2 separate regions of the Zea mays genome follow, and region 1 is linked to region 2. Evidence: chromatin contacts called from public Hi-C data. All regions are on one chromosome and are shown on one strand. The core of a region is the stretch at or near the end of the contact, and the rest is flanking DNA. Distances in the headings are between cores, read along the strand shown. Region 1 holds the start of LOC100282227 (nudix hydrolase 13). Region 2 holds the start of LOC100382733 (alpha/beta-Hydrolases superfamily protein).

Evidence for each region. Hi-C and Micro-C count contacts between places; a contact is called where the count stands out from the background.
Region 1: a contact with region 2 is called in a Hi-C map of tassel, with 2.1 times the contacts expected there. The contact joins the promoter of LOC100282227 here to the promoter of LOC100382733 in region 2. A contact is called at or near these places in 3 of 25 Hi-C or Micro-C datasets (ear, leaf and tassel).

The regions. Positions count from the first base shown.
Region 1 is chr7:20,335,669-20,342,672 of Zm-B73-REFERENCE-NAM-5.0, reverse strand. LOC100282227 (nudix hydrolase 13) reads left to right here and starts at 3,484. Exons shown (of 4, transcript NM_001155139.1): 1 at 3,484-3,794; 2 at 5,301-5,418; 3 at 5,951-6,034. The coding sequence starts at 3,724.
Region 2 is chr7:20,129,241-20,136,257 of Zm-B73-REFERENCE-NAM-5.0, reverse strand. It overlaps LOC100382733 (alpha/beta-Hydrolases superfamily protein), which reads left to right and starts at 3,565. Exons shown (of 9, transcript NM_001175452.1): 1 at 3,565-3,916; 2 at 4,995-5,071; 3 at 6,015-6,120. The coding sequence starts at 3,695.

The DNA of each region.
Region 1 (7,004 bases), core at 2,235-4,734, 210 kb before region 2:
CCGAAGAATCCCGCAACGGTGACCCGATTACCCCGCGGCACCGCGCATCACGGAGGTCGCTTCGCAGCGCGTGGAAGACGACGAACTCTGTTCTGCGTATGGCGTCCACAAGGTACGGACTCACTGACAATGTGGACCCTGTTGTCCGCGACACTAGCGACTTCAATGCGCACGGCAGGGATGACGCTGACCAGTGGGGACAACCAGCCAGGGAGCACAGGGGAAACGCGGCAGCGGTCGCGAGGGCAGGCCGTGCCGCACGGTATCGCCCTGTTGGGCCGAAATGGTGATTACGGCCCGACCAACTCCTTTTCTCTTTTCTATTTTCCCTTTTCTATTCTTAGATTTTAGATTTGAATTCAAAGTTTTGTGGCAAACTTACACTAAATTTTGAGTGTATAATTTGAGTCATACCATAATGTGATGCAGTTATTTAATTATAATATTATTTATTTGCATATTCTATTTATTTATTTATATCCTTCTTATTTTTCTTTCTCCTTTTTCCTCAAATCTTCTTCTCACTATATTTTATTTTTTTATTCATATTATTATTGTTTTTAATGCACACACAAAAGTTCCAAAATGATGCAATGGTTTATTTGTGTCGTAGTGAAGTTTTTTTCATTTTTAAACATGACCAGTCACATGTGATGATAAATGGAGATGCACATACATTCAAAGGAGACAATTCCTCCTTTTATTCTCCCTTACAATATGAGTATTACAACTCCATCACCGCCAAATCACTCAAAGTATACTCGGACGATGGGATGGCCGACGACGCACTTGCAGCAGACGAAGAAGAGGACATTGCTATGTACCGTCGGCGGCGGCGCGCGGTCTGCTTGACACAGGCCAGATTTCCGAAGCGGGAGAGCAAGGAGGGCAGACGAGCAGTTGGCAAAAGCTAGGGTTTTCTACAGCGCAAACAAAAGCTGGAAATAGACCCGGCCGCGATCAGCTTTTTAGGCACAACGCAACGCCTCGGGAAACACACGGTCCAACAGTGACACGTCCATCAACGGTCACATTTCAAAAACCACCGTGGGACCAATTCGAGCGAGGGCAGCGTCTTCACCATCCAGCGGCGGTCTTCGGCACCAGCTGACTTGGTCGAACTGGTCACTCGGAGGGCAAATGTTGGGGCGAAGGCGAACACGCTACCCTTCGCTCTACGACTTTGCCTTCCCATCGCGCAGATGAAGGCCACATCCACAGAACGCGTCAGAACAAGACGAAGGCGCCGACCGGACGGAGACCTGTGCGGTCCCCTTAGCCCTCAGGTTGTAAGACGAAGGCTTTGTCGAAGTCTACGGGTCTCCCACGTCGTCACCGCCCTGGGAGGCCCATGAGGATTCGGCCCATGGTAATGGGCCCCGCGAGGACAAGCGCGATAAGGGTCGTGTCTGTAATAGGGTTTACCGTAATGACCGCCTGTAACCTCCCCTCGTGGGAATATTCTGGGAATAAACTGGGTACTCGAGGGCATAAACGTCTTTGGCAAGGACAGACGGCCACTCGAGTACCTATAAATACCCCCGTACAGTGCCCCGCTACAGTAAGAAACAAAGCTTTTGGCATTCCATACCCAACCTTACAAGCACATTTTCCATTTCCCCGTTGGATTAACATGTCGAGGCGAACATGTTCTCAACAAGCCGTTTTAGGTCTTATTTTTTATGTCTATATTCAACTAGATAAAGATGAATCTAGACACATATATAAAACACATACGTTAATTATTGTATGAACCTATGAATTGACTAAAACGAATTTTAATTTGAAACGGAGGAACTGAACAACTAACTATTAACTAATTTATTAAAAATAGCTAATAACTAAACTATTAGCTAGAGTGTTTAGACGTCTCTAGCTAATTTTAGTCAATAACTATTATCTCTAGTACATTCAAACACCCTCTACATACAATTAAGAGATAATATGTATGTAGAGTCGTGAAGAGACGAGCTCTTTGCGAAGAGATCGTCTCTTATATATTTTTTCAATTAACTCCCTAGAGATTAGGGATGGCAACGTGCACATTTTACCCGCGTGCCCGCGGGTAAAAACCATATATGGTGTGGGTTTGGATGTGAGTTTGTATCCGCGTGTACGAGCGTGGGTTTGATTCTCAATCCAACAGGTTTTTTCTCGCAGGTATGAAAACATTGTACCCGTGCACGCAAACCCGTATACCCGCAGTTAATATATATATGTTTATGTATATATATGTATATGCATATATATATTTATATAGGTGTGCATATATATATATATATATATTTGTATAATATATGTATATAAATATATGTATATATACATGAGATGTATAAATGTATGTGTATAATTATGGGCCCGTGGGTATGTCCACGAGTTTGTGGTATCCGTGGGTAGCGGGTATGAGTAGCATATTATACTCGTCGCGGGGTGACAAGTATGGGTGCGGGTCTGTAAACGCTCTACCCGCGAGTTTCAAACTTGTTGCCATCCTTACTATAAATATCTTTAAAAACCCATATATTAGATGGGTTACACATGCCCTTAGGCCATGTTTGTTTTCTATCCCATTTTTAGAATCTCATTGCAAATTAAACACCTCCTTAATTTTGCATTGGATTTTATACCAGAATCGTACAATCTTTCCATAAGTTGATAATGAGATTTGCATTAGATTTTGTGCATTATCCAGATTCTAAAAATCCATCGGGAACTAAACGCCACCTTACTCATCCTTATCTCTTATTTTTTAAACTCTACATTTTAAATATTACACGGTTATATACATGATATGCTAATTTTTCGTTTTAGTCTTAATCTATATAGATTGGACGTTGGCTTAAATATATAGTAAGTCAAAAAAATTAATTTTTTTCTAATCCTATTTAATTCACATTGGCCACACATACTGGTGAGTAGGGACTAGGGATGACACCAACATGCGGGAGAACTCGACAAACTGAGTATTTTTTTTTTCGGATTATAACATTGCCAAGAGCTTGCTTCGCTGGAATGGTATTCCGAACTGGTATTATATGCTTGTGGAGTTTGCTATTTTGGTACTATGTTGGTGATGGTTTGTCTTTGAGATTAATGTCGCTCATGGTTTGTGCTTCAACGGTCGGTAGAGCTATCCATCAGTTCACAGGCAGAACACAATCTAGTCATGTTTAACACAAATGGGTGAGCTGTCGCTTCTGTAAGAAATGTAAACAATATAGAATTTGGGTAAAAATCTCGCACATTTTTTTATACATAAATGGATTATAAGACTGTTTATAATCTAGCGTTCGGTGAAATTCTTATGCGTTTCCAGTCGTCTTAATTTTTTTAGAGGTGCCATAGGGGTGAAGTGTGTGTATTCATATATTTGTATCATGATAAAAACATATAAAAATTGAAATTCTTAAAAGCTGTAAAAAGAATTAAAAAACCACCACACAAAATACAAAAAATATAAACGAGAAAACAAAGGAAAGAAAGAAAAAGAAAAGAGAGGGAGAGGAAGCGAGCGGCTGGGCGCCCCAAGCCCCACATGGTGCAGCGAGGTCCACGCTAACAACTTCTCGACCTTGGCCTCCCACGGCTCTGCCGCATTGCCGCGCGCCGCCGGCCGGCACTCGCCGTCCTGACGCGAGAAGGAAGATGCTCTAGGAAGTTGGGGGCCTGGCTAGGGACAGCCTGTGTCCCGCCGTGGGATCGGTGGGAGAGGGGGAGGCAGGCATGTGTGATCTGGTGGCCCGCACGGGCCGGCACCTGCAGCGCTACGAGAACGGCCGTCGCCTTGTGGCCGGGTGCGTCCGTAAGGGGAGCCCCCCCTTCCCTACCCCCAACCACCACGGCTCTTCTCCCTCTGCCTTCTCGCATCCACACACCAAAGACATCAGGCGTTTTTATCTGCCCTCGATTCGATCTGATTGGGTTTGTCCGGTTGCGGTGCTTGCTTGGTTGGGCAGCTTAAAGGTTCGCTATGCTGGGAGCGTTTGCTTACCAACTGGAATGGATGCATGTGGCCTTGTTGGGCTGCGACTATCCTGTGTTTTACTGCTGCTTCTGTTGGGAGTAGGGTCGACCTCTCTGGCTGATTAATTGTCCTGGATTGGTCATAATCGGTGAATAGTAGCCTGTTTCTGTGTCATTAGTCATTAGTACATTAGTTTCTTCACCTGACATGTAAGGGCCCATTCGGCACTTCTTTACCGTTTTATTATTCATTAGTCCTGCACTAAATTTCATGTCATCACAAGATACTGTCAGCGTAAAGGACATCTGTTTTGTCCACAATTGCGTCGTTGTAGAATGAATCGCCTGTGGACTGATGGGTCTATTAGAATCAGTTGCGTAGAAGAGGCCATTTGGCATTGGATAATGTAGGCATATGTTCTCTGTAGCAGATTCTTATTCTAGGTTGGCGCAATCCGATTAGTTTTATGCATGACATAAGCGCAGTATGTCATGTTCCGTCCTTCTAGACCATTTTTATATCTTATCTAAAATTATGCATTAAATTTTAGGAAGGAATCCCATTTTTAATTCGTTTTGCGATGTACAAACACTGTTGAAAGAAACGGATAGATTTCTAGATTAAAATATATAGATAGGTGCACGACTTGAGCCAAATGGCAGAGATTGTTTAGACCATGGAAAGAGGTCAAGTTATCCTGTAGTCTGTTGGGAATTCCTGTTCCAATGAGTACAGTTAGGTACTTTTATTAGAGGTTACATAACATCAGGTAAAACAGCTGATTTGTCTTCTTGCTGCTTCATTGTTTGCTGACCATCAATGGCAAAATGTCACTGTTGTTTGTTACATTAATGTTTCCTGTTGGTGATGTGAGCATTCTTTGTTTTTATACTTTTATTCTTTCAAGTGGATATAGACTTAAGCGTGCAAATATTTTGCAGCACTAGTCCAATATTTTACCAAGGTGTCTGGAAAACCATCACTTAGTTTACTTTCTGCTTGTACTGAACTCTGTTTAATTTTACTCCATACAAACATAAGTTGATATGCAGTCTACTGAGCACTGTAAACAAAGGACTTAAGTTTATAGTTTCTACTGCTATGAAGTAACCAATGGCATCATCTTCTGCGCTAAGCATTTGTTTTTGCTTCAGCAAATGGTTATGTGTACACTGCAGCAAGAAATATACCTTGGGGGTTTTGCCAATACCTTTTAGTTGAGTGTGATTTGTGCATGTAATTTTGAGTGCTATGGTTGTAGACACAGTCTCTTGTAATAATGTGAATCTTGCAATGTGTTTCACTTGTCTCATTCTTCTTCCTTGTTTATATATAGGTGCATACCATTCAGATATAGGGATATTAATGATGGAGCTTCTGATGATGAACAAAAGAAACTTGTTGAAGTTCTCATGATCAGCTCCCAAAGTGGACCGGGTCTTCTATTTCCAAAGGTATGATTAATGTAAATAAACAACTAACCATATATCACATCATTCACATAATTGTCACAGTATGATGTATGGAAAATCAGAAATTTGAGCATTTTTTCTGTGATTTAGCTTAACAAAATAAAAAGGGAAAACCCAGTGCCAGAAGCTCCCACATGAGTGTGATTTTGCTTAACAAAATAGCTTATATGAAATTAGTTAGGCTATAGAGATTTTGTCAGTTCTATTGAGTTTTTCTTTGTTTGGCATCATGCTCATATTGATAATTAGCTGTCTATTAATGCAATGTGTGCCACCGCTTGTGGAAGATATATTACTTTGATTAACTAGATACTAAGAAATCAGGTGCCAATGAGCGGTCACTTAAGTCATTCAGTTGTAGCAGGAAGATATCCAAGTGCCAAGTGCCAACCTTATGATGCTCTTGCATTTAAACCTCTACATTTAACCATTTGTCATATATGTTGTATGCAGTTCTCTTATCACCATGATAGTGCCTATTTGGTTAATATACATTTGTAATTTGTTGATGCAGGGAGGCTGGGAGAATGATGAAACTGTTGAAGAGGCAGCTGCAAGGGAAGCTATCGAAGAAGCTGGAGTGCGAGGAGATTTAGTGGTGAGATATTGTTTCTATGTTTATTTGATACAACATTAGTACCCCTCCCACCCAAAGGAAAAAAAGGGAAAAGGAAAAGTGTGTTTGTGTGTGTGTGTGGGGGGGGTATGTTAAGGCGATGGGCCCTGATAGTATCCCAATTGAGGTATGGAAATGGTTCAGGGACATAGCTATAGTATGGCTTACCATATCTTACGGCCAAACAAGATGTTTGATGAGTGGAGAAGTATATTGGTACTTGTTAGAATACCCGTTTAGGGTTTGGGGTTTTTTCCCTGTGTAATTACTGTCTCGCCCCTCTGTAATGGGCCTGGCCCAGTACTCAAGTCTATTAATACACCACCCAACCCCTGTTAGGGTTAGGGTTTTCACCAATCAACATGGTACTAGAGCCAACTTAATTTTTTTCCAGCCCCCATCTCCCTCTCGGGCGTCGCCAACCCCAGCCGCCCACCCCGCCGCCCTCTCTCCTCCCTTCCCTGCGCCGGCGACACACCTGGCCGAGCCCCTGCCATCCTACCGGCCCTGCTTCCCCGGCACCGGCCTTCTTCAACTCCGGCTGCAGGCGTGCTCCTGTGCCCTCTCCCTCTGCTCGCGTGCCAGGGCATTCTTCCTCAGGCGTTGCTTCCTCGTCTCCAAATCCGGCCACCTGCCGCCGTGGCCGTCGTTCTCCCTCCCCCAGCAGCTCTAGCCACCGGGGCGAACTCTGCCTGCCTCCGCTGTCCAGGTGCTCGGCACAGCTCGCCCCCTGCCAGTGCATCGCGACCGCCTCCCTGGATTCCGCGCTACGTCGCCACACCGCGCCGCCGGCTGCCTCCTCCGCTCTGCCTTCCTCCACCGCCGGATCCGGGCGACTCCACTTCACCGGCGCGGCTACTCCACCAGCACCGCACCTGTCCCCGCGCCGGCCGCCGCCGACCCCGCCCCCATCTGCTCCGGCCTCCGCCGCTGGCCCTGCCCCTCTCTGGCG
Region 2 (7,017 bases), core at 2,316-4,815:
AACCCCCAGACCTCCCATAGCAATACCTAGTTTCCTCTTCTTAGAGGACGGGGCGGCCGCCGGCGCGGGGTCGTCTCCCGTCTCTACCACCGGTTTCTTCCCGCGACGATCCACATCGTCTTGGCCGGGATAACCGCCATACGGCAGACGGTTCAACTCGAAAACCCTGTTCAAGCGGTCATTGGACCCGCGAATATCCCAGCTACGCTGGCCCTCTGTCTTCGGCACGTATCGACCGACGATCTGCACCGCCCCATCCTCCGCCTCACGTACAAAGGCGGTCGGATCGCAGCTATGCAGATCCAGCACGAAGGCGAGACTTCGCACCAGCTTCCCACCATGGGAAGGCATCTGGCGAGGGCATACTTCGCCCAACGCCCAACCATGCGCCAAAGGCCATACCCCGTACGCCACAAACATCTCAACCAAATCGCGCCCGCTGCTCAGGCCGGCGGCGCACCGAAGGGCCCCTTCGTCTGCATCCTCCTCCGCCACTTCAAACGGCGGGTATGCTGAGTAATAATGCGAGCACATCTCGGACACGGGGAGCCCCAGATGGTCTTCGACTGCGCCCTCCGTGACGTAGAACCAAAACTCATGCCAGTTGCCCCACTTATTGCGGGCGCAAGGAACCAACTCAACTACCTCCATCGAGGTCTTGCCGGTCTTTGGCGTAAATGTGCAGGACCCAAACTGGGCAACTTCATTTCCGATCATCCTCTTCTGCCAGTGCAGGCAATAGTACTTCGCGAAGACTTCGACTGATGGCTGTCCGCCGTACGAAGTCGTCGCCCAGACATACTTCAACAGAGCCACCACGGCATTCGGAGTCAGCTGATGGATCTGAACGTTAAATCTGCGCAGGACTTCTCCCACAAATCGGTGCGCAGGCAGGCGAAGACCAGCGACAAAGAACGCCTCGAACACAACCAACTCGCCTTCCGGCTCGGGGACCTCCTCCGTCCCCGGGACACGAGCGACTCCGCCGCCAAAGTAACCAAGCTGCTGCATATCTTGCACGCGGACCGAGGACATCCGCGACACACCGAAATCCACCGTATCGCCGGCGCGCAACTCCTTCGCCGCCACAGTACTCAGTGTCTCCTCAGACGACGCATCGGCCGGCGGTGTAGCGGCAGCAGAAGAAGAAGAGGTCGGCATCGCTACGTACCGTCGGCGGCGGCGGGCGGTCTGCTTCACTCGGGCCAGATCTCCGGCGAACAAGAGCAAGGAGGGCAGACGAGCAGCAAGATGGTGGAAAAGGCGGCTAGGGTTTTCACGGAGCGCGGAAAGATAAAGTTCAAAACGCGCCGCCCCCCGCCCCCTTTTATACATAGGGCGCGACGCTTCGGGAAACCCGCAGTCCAACAGTACAGTGTCAATCAACGATCATGTCAAAAACCCCCGCGGAACCACTTCGAGCAAGGGCAGCGTCTCCGCCATCTAGCGACGTCTTCGACACCAGATGACTTAGTCGAACTGGTCCCTCGGAGGGCAAATGTTGGGGCGAAGGCGAAGACGCCACCCTTCGCTCGATGCCTTCGCCGTAATCGTCGGACCAACGGAGACAAGACAACAGGCAGACTCACCCTTCATCCCACATGTCATCGGACGAAGACCTGTGACGAGGTCGTCCCACCATTGCGACCTCGTCCAACATGGAGGCCCACATGTGATCCGGCCCATTGTAACAGGCCCTGCGTGGCCGCTGCGCGTTACGGGCCTAATTTGTAAAGGCATCCCTGTAATTACGGTCTGTAACCCCGCTTTATGGGAATATTCCGGGGATAACCTAGATGTCTGAGGGCACATGCGTCCTTAACACAGGACGCTGGGCACTCAGATACCTATAAATACCCCCGCACAGTGCCCTTGAGAGGCTAGATTAACAGAGCTTTTGCCATCTCGTGCGAGAACCCTGTTTACGTCAACTCTCACCCTCGTTGGATCCCCTTGCACCTGGCAGCAAGTTCCAACACTCTACAACTTATTTTTTGTTTCTTCGTGTTTCTTGGTTTAGACTTCTTTTATCTTGTGTGTTAGACTTTTATATGTTTTTGATAAATCTTGAACGAGTATTCTAATTTCTTTCTTTGAGGTGTTGATCTCCTTGATCACCTCATTGCCTTCATCCAAGTCCGAGAGCAATCAATGAAAGATATTTGAAGAAATATTTTCTAAATGTTGGCAAGAGGACTATGTTACTTCCCAAACAATAGTGGATACATGCATGCATATATAACCAAATGTATGCATGTCCTTATATGTTAGATATATAGTGAGTTGGACACCATCACTATTTAGTGCTTTTATGTTTTAGGTTCGCGTGAGTATTAACCTAAAATAGGGGCATAATATGCAAAAGTATTGACCCTACTAAAGCCGGTCAGATCGACCCCTAAACCCGTCCAAGTCGAATGTTCTGAGTCGGCCAAGTCGGATTCCTATTGCCAAGCTAACTTAGCCGGTTTTCAAAACCAGTTTGGCTAACTTTTGCTGAATTCCGAACCGATTAGTTTCCAAAATTTTTTGATGTGAGAAACTTGCAAATCACATATTTGAATTGTTTTATACTAGAATAAGACCACCTTAACATATATAAGACAATCATGAACGATTGAGATATCTAACATCCAATCGATCAAAAACAAATTTAGTATCCTTTTCCTTTCTATCTTAGTGTTCATCATGACTTCATGCGTGATTTAACGGTGTTTTTGGTGACATTGTTGATTTTAGGACAACCTCCACACACGGCTATTCGTAGAGTCCTTCGACAGAAAATAGAATCAATATCGGTTTAATTGCTCTATATATCAATTTCATCGATTCATTGAAGTTGTCCGACTGCATCAACAACTCATGCTGCCTGGTTATATGGAAAGGACATAATGTAGCAACAATGTACATCTGCACTTGCAGCTCTTTGAAAACCAACAGCCGAACATTTATGTTTATTATTATGTTAATATGTTTGGTTCTCTTTACTAAAGTTTAGTCCGTATCACAATAGAGGTTTGAATACCAATTACGAGTATTAAGTATAGTCTAATTAGAAAACTAATTATATAGATGAATGCTAAACGACAAGATGAATTTATTAAGTCTAATCAATCCATCATTAGCAGATATTTACTATAGCATCACTTCGGCAAATTATGAACTAATTAGGCCAGATTCGTCTTACCGTTTAGTCCTTATCTCTTATCTGTGTAATTGATTTTTTAACTAGACTTTATTTAGTATTCATAATTGACATTGAAACATTCGATTTGTCACGGTCTAAACTTTAGTCAGACTAACTAAACAACCCCAAAGATCATACTGTACATTACAGCCGTGCTAGCTCTAGCTCATGTTATCGTGTGACCTGATTTCTTTTGGCTTCAGCCCAGCTTGAAAGAAACAAATATGTCCGGCAAACTTACCAACCGCACAGTACAGGGACAATCAGTGCCAATCATACAGTCGAGTTGACGTCACCCCTATATATTTTTTATCGAATTTATTTCAATATAGTAAAAAAATGAACCCGTTTCCATTCCCGCTGGTCTTGATTGACAACAGCTCGATCCAACCAGAACCAGCCCAGAAAATTCGCAGCCGCCAACCACCCGACCCCACATGGCCACATCCGCGATGCCCACGCCGTGAGCCCGTGAGGCGCGCCGCTGGAGCCGCCGCAGCCGTTACTATGACCTCGCCGGCCCCCACCTCCTGGTTCTCCGGCCTCTCGCGCTCCTCCTCCACCATGGCCGGCGGCGTCGCCTCGGCCTCGGCCTCCGCCTCCGCCTCCGGCCCCGCCTCCGCGTTCCTCCCCGACGCGCCCAAGTCCGTAATCGGCGCCGGCTCCGGAGGAGGCAAGCGGAATCATCTCTGCGGGGCGCTGTTCAAGTACGGCCCCAAATCTGCGCAGGTACGGGCCGGGCGTCTCCCACCTCCCCGCGTCGCGCCGCTTTTCCCCAGGAAAGTTCTGGAATCCGAGATGGCGAGATGGAACTAGTCACAGCATTTCGCGGTTGCGTTCGTCGAGTACTTTAGGAGCTGCTAGACGGTGGAATCCGTGGCTTGGATGTTCCGTAAGTTTCCAGAAGGTCGTCGCCGCGTGCTGCCACGGCCTCTGGAAGGAGGGGATCTTTTGCGACATTCCAGATGCGAGATCTCACTTTTTAGTTTCGGAGTTCTGCTTTTGTACCAAGTGGGGCTCCTACGTTTTCTCACGCATGCCTAAAGCGTGCCTTGTGCATGTTTAGATTCCTATAGGATATGGAAGATTCTATGATGCTCAAAAAACCTCTGAAAAAGGCGGTACATTTAGCGATCCGTTTTGGCAATTTGCTGTCTGGATCTAGGGTTTAATTCTCTTTGGGTAATGTTACACGGCTATGTCCCTTTTGCTGCTTGCCTCTTAGTTTCTGTGACATTTCCGGCTGAAGGCAGTGGTCGTCCTTATGCACCATGGTTATTCTTGTGGTTTGCTTGCTTCCTATCTTTAGCGCTCTTGCTTTTCACCATGGATTTTTTTAATCATGCCGAGTTTCTATTGTCTGGTAGAAGACTGTATTTTAGTTCTTTATTTATTGTTACAATCAGGTCTGTACTAAGGTGACTTCGTACATGCTTGTGGCAATTTTTACTACTTTTGGACTTGGGACACCTGTAATTGCATTTGCAGCTCCAATAAGATCAATTGTTTCTCAGCTTTTAGAACATAAGAATGACAATCATACCCACTAGTATTCTTGGGAATCTTATTCTGCAGGGAAATACCTTGTATTTCGTTTTTTTGGTCTGGATAGATTTGCAACCCTTGAAAGTTATGGTACAGATGCCTCTATGTTCAGTTCTTTTGAGTGCTGTGTGGTTTCTTCAATATCTTCTTTTTTTTTAAAAAAAAATCTGGAGTAAACCTAAGCTAACTCTTTTTGGATATATTTTGCTAGTGCTGCATTAATCAATGGCTTTGTGCTATAACTTCACTTTTCTTCTTTCAGGTAGCATTCAGGACTGGGGATTTTAACCATCAGGTGATCTTCATTGGTGGCCTCACAGATGGGCTTTTAGCTACTGAGTAAGTCGAAATAGTATTTTCTGCCCCCCCCCCCCCCCCCCCCCGATACTTGAGATTGCATAAATTTGATCATAATATTTCAATTTAACACCTACTCTTCCAAATCATAAGATCCTTTGACTTTTCTAGATTCATAATTTGTACTACGCATCTAGATATACATTATGTCTAGATACATAATAAAAACTATGTATTTAGAAATGCTAAACCATCTTATAATTCGGTACAGAGGGAATACTGAATTTGGAAACAAAGGCTGTCATGATGTAACTATGTTGCACCATGGTTTATATCGATAAATAAGGTTACGTAAACTTGAAATGGGCAATAATTTTTTTTCTTGAATGGGAACTGAAGAATTTATTTATCATGCAAACATATTCAGGTATTCTTGCATCCTTTGCTGTTTCTTGGATCTTACTGTAAACTACTAAATTGACTTCAAAGTCTATGGAATTTAGGTTAGTAGCGTTGGTGCCATGCGTGCACACTAGTAACAGCTTTGTTCATCTAGGTGATGCCACAATCTTATAGTTGACATGTGATTCTTGTAGTGTTTCATTTTCTTGTGTTCTACCATCTCCACCTGCCATGAATTGGTATGATTAATATGATAAGTATATGATATTTTGGCTAAGTGCTATCCATCACTGTGAGAACTTAAATAATGCTTGTAACAAAGATTTGTTGCGAAGTAATTGTAACTTTTGGATCACTCAAGGCATGTTTCCTTAAGCTCATAATGATACTTGCTAAAAAATTGATAAAAATATTAATGGGAAAAATAAAACAAAATCTTTAGATGTGAAATAACCTCAAAGCCAATACATCTTACTCCACTTCTGTTTAATATACTTTTGACACATGCCTTATCTATTTTTATATTATTAATTACTATTAAATTCCTTTTCACTACGATTAACTGATTTTTGAGAACTTACAGTTACTTGGAACCATTGTCACTTGCATTGGAGGTTGAGAAATGGTCCTTGGTACAGCCATTGCTTTCTTCATCATACACTGGATATGGAATTTCCAGCTTACAGCAAGTATGATCCTTAGTTTGGAAATAAAATCACCTTTTATTCTTGTACTGATAAGGAGATGGCTTCTCAATATAACATGCTTTATATCAGTATCTTTGGTGTGCTTATGTTATAATGGCATGATGAAAGAGGATTTATCATGCTTAAGAACTGATATCAATTTCATTGATGTTCTACATGATTCCATATTTTTAATATTCTGTGTGATTGTTTCTTAGCTATGGAAAGCTCTATGAATTTCCTTATCTTCCAGTTACCTAAACATTTTAGCCTTAAGGTCCCTTCAATGCTGCGTGGGATATTTTAGATATTAAAGCTGAATGTTAAAAACACTGTCCTTAAAAGAAATAGTATGCACGATTATTTAAATAACTGGCTACAGCATAGAGCTTGAGGTGAGGTCGATAGGTTTCTTAGAGTTCAATTAGTTCAGACAATCATTAGTTTTGAAATGCTAGGTGATAAGAACATATTCATAAGTACTTCTTTAGGACAGTACAAAATCTAAATCCTGCAAGTATGTTGCCTCTGTATTCTACTATAAACTATTCTTAGTTTTCTTACCAGACTAACATGGTTCTCTTGGAAACCTTTATTTTGTAGATCTAGACTGGATTTTCTTTGGCAACCTTTTTTCTTCTTTTGATTAGATAAATCCTAGGATTCTAAGATTGCTCCCATTATATTGACATTCCCCTTCTGTAATATGGAAGCTTTCTTTAACCATGTGAGGCTAGTTAGTGTCAGTGATAATGTGTTTTTTTCATGTAACCATTAGATTTACCTTTTGCTTTATGCTGTGCTTTTGGATATAGTAGTATGCCGATAATTATATCACTGATTTTGTTTCCCATTGTTTTATTAAATTTCCAGTTTCATTAGTTTTTGCTTTGTCTTTGC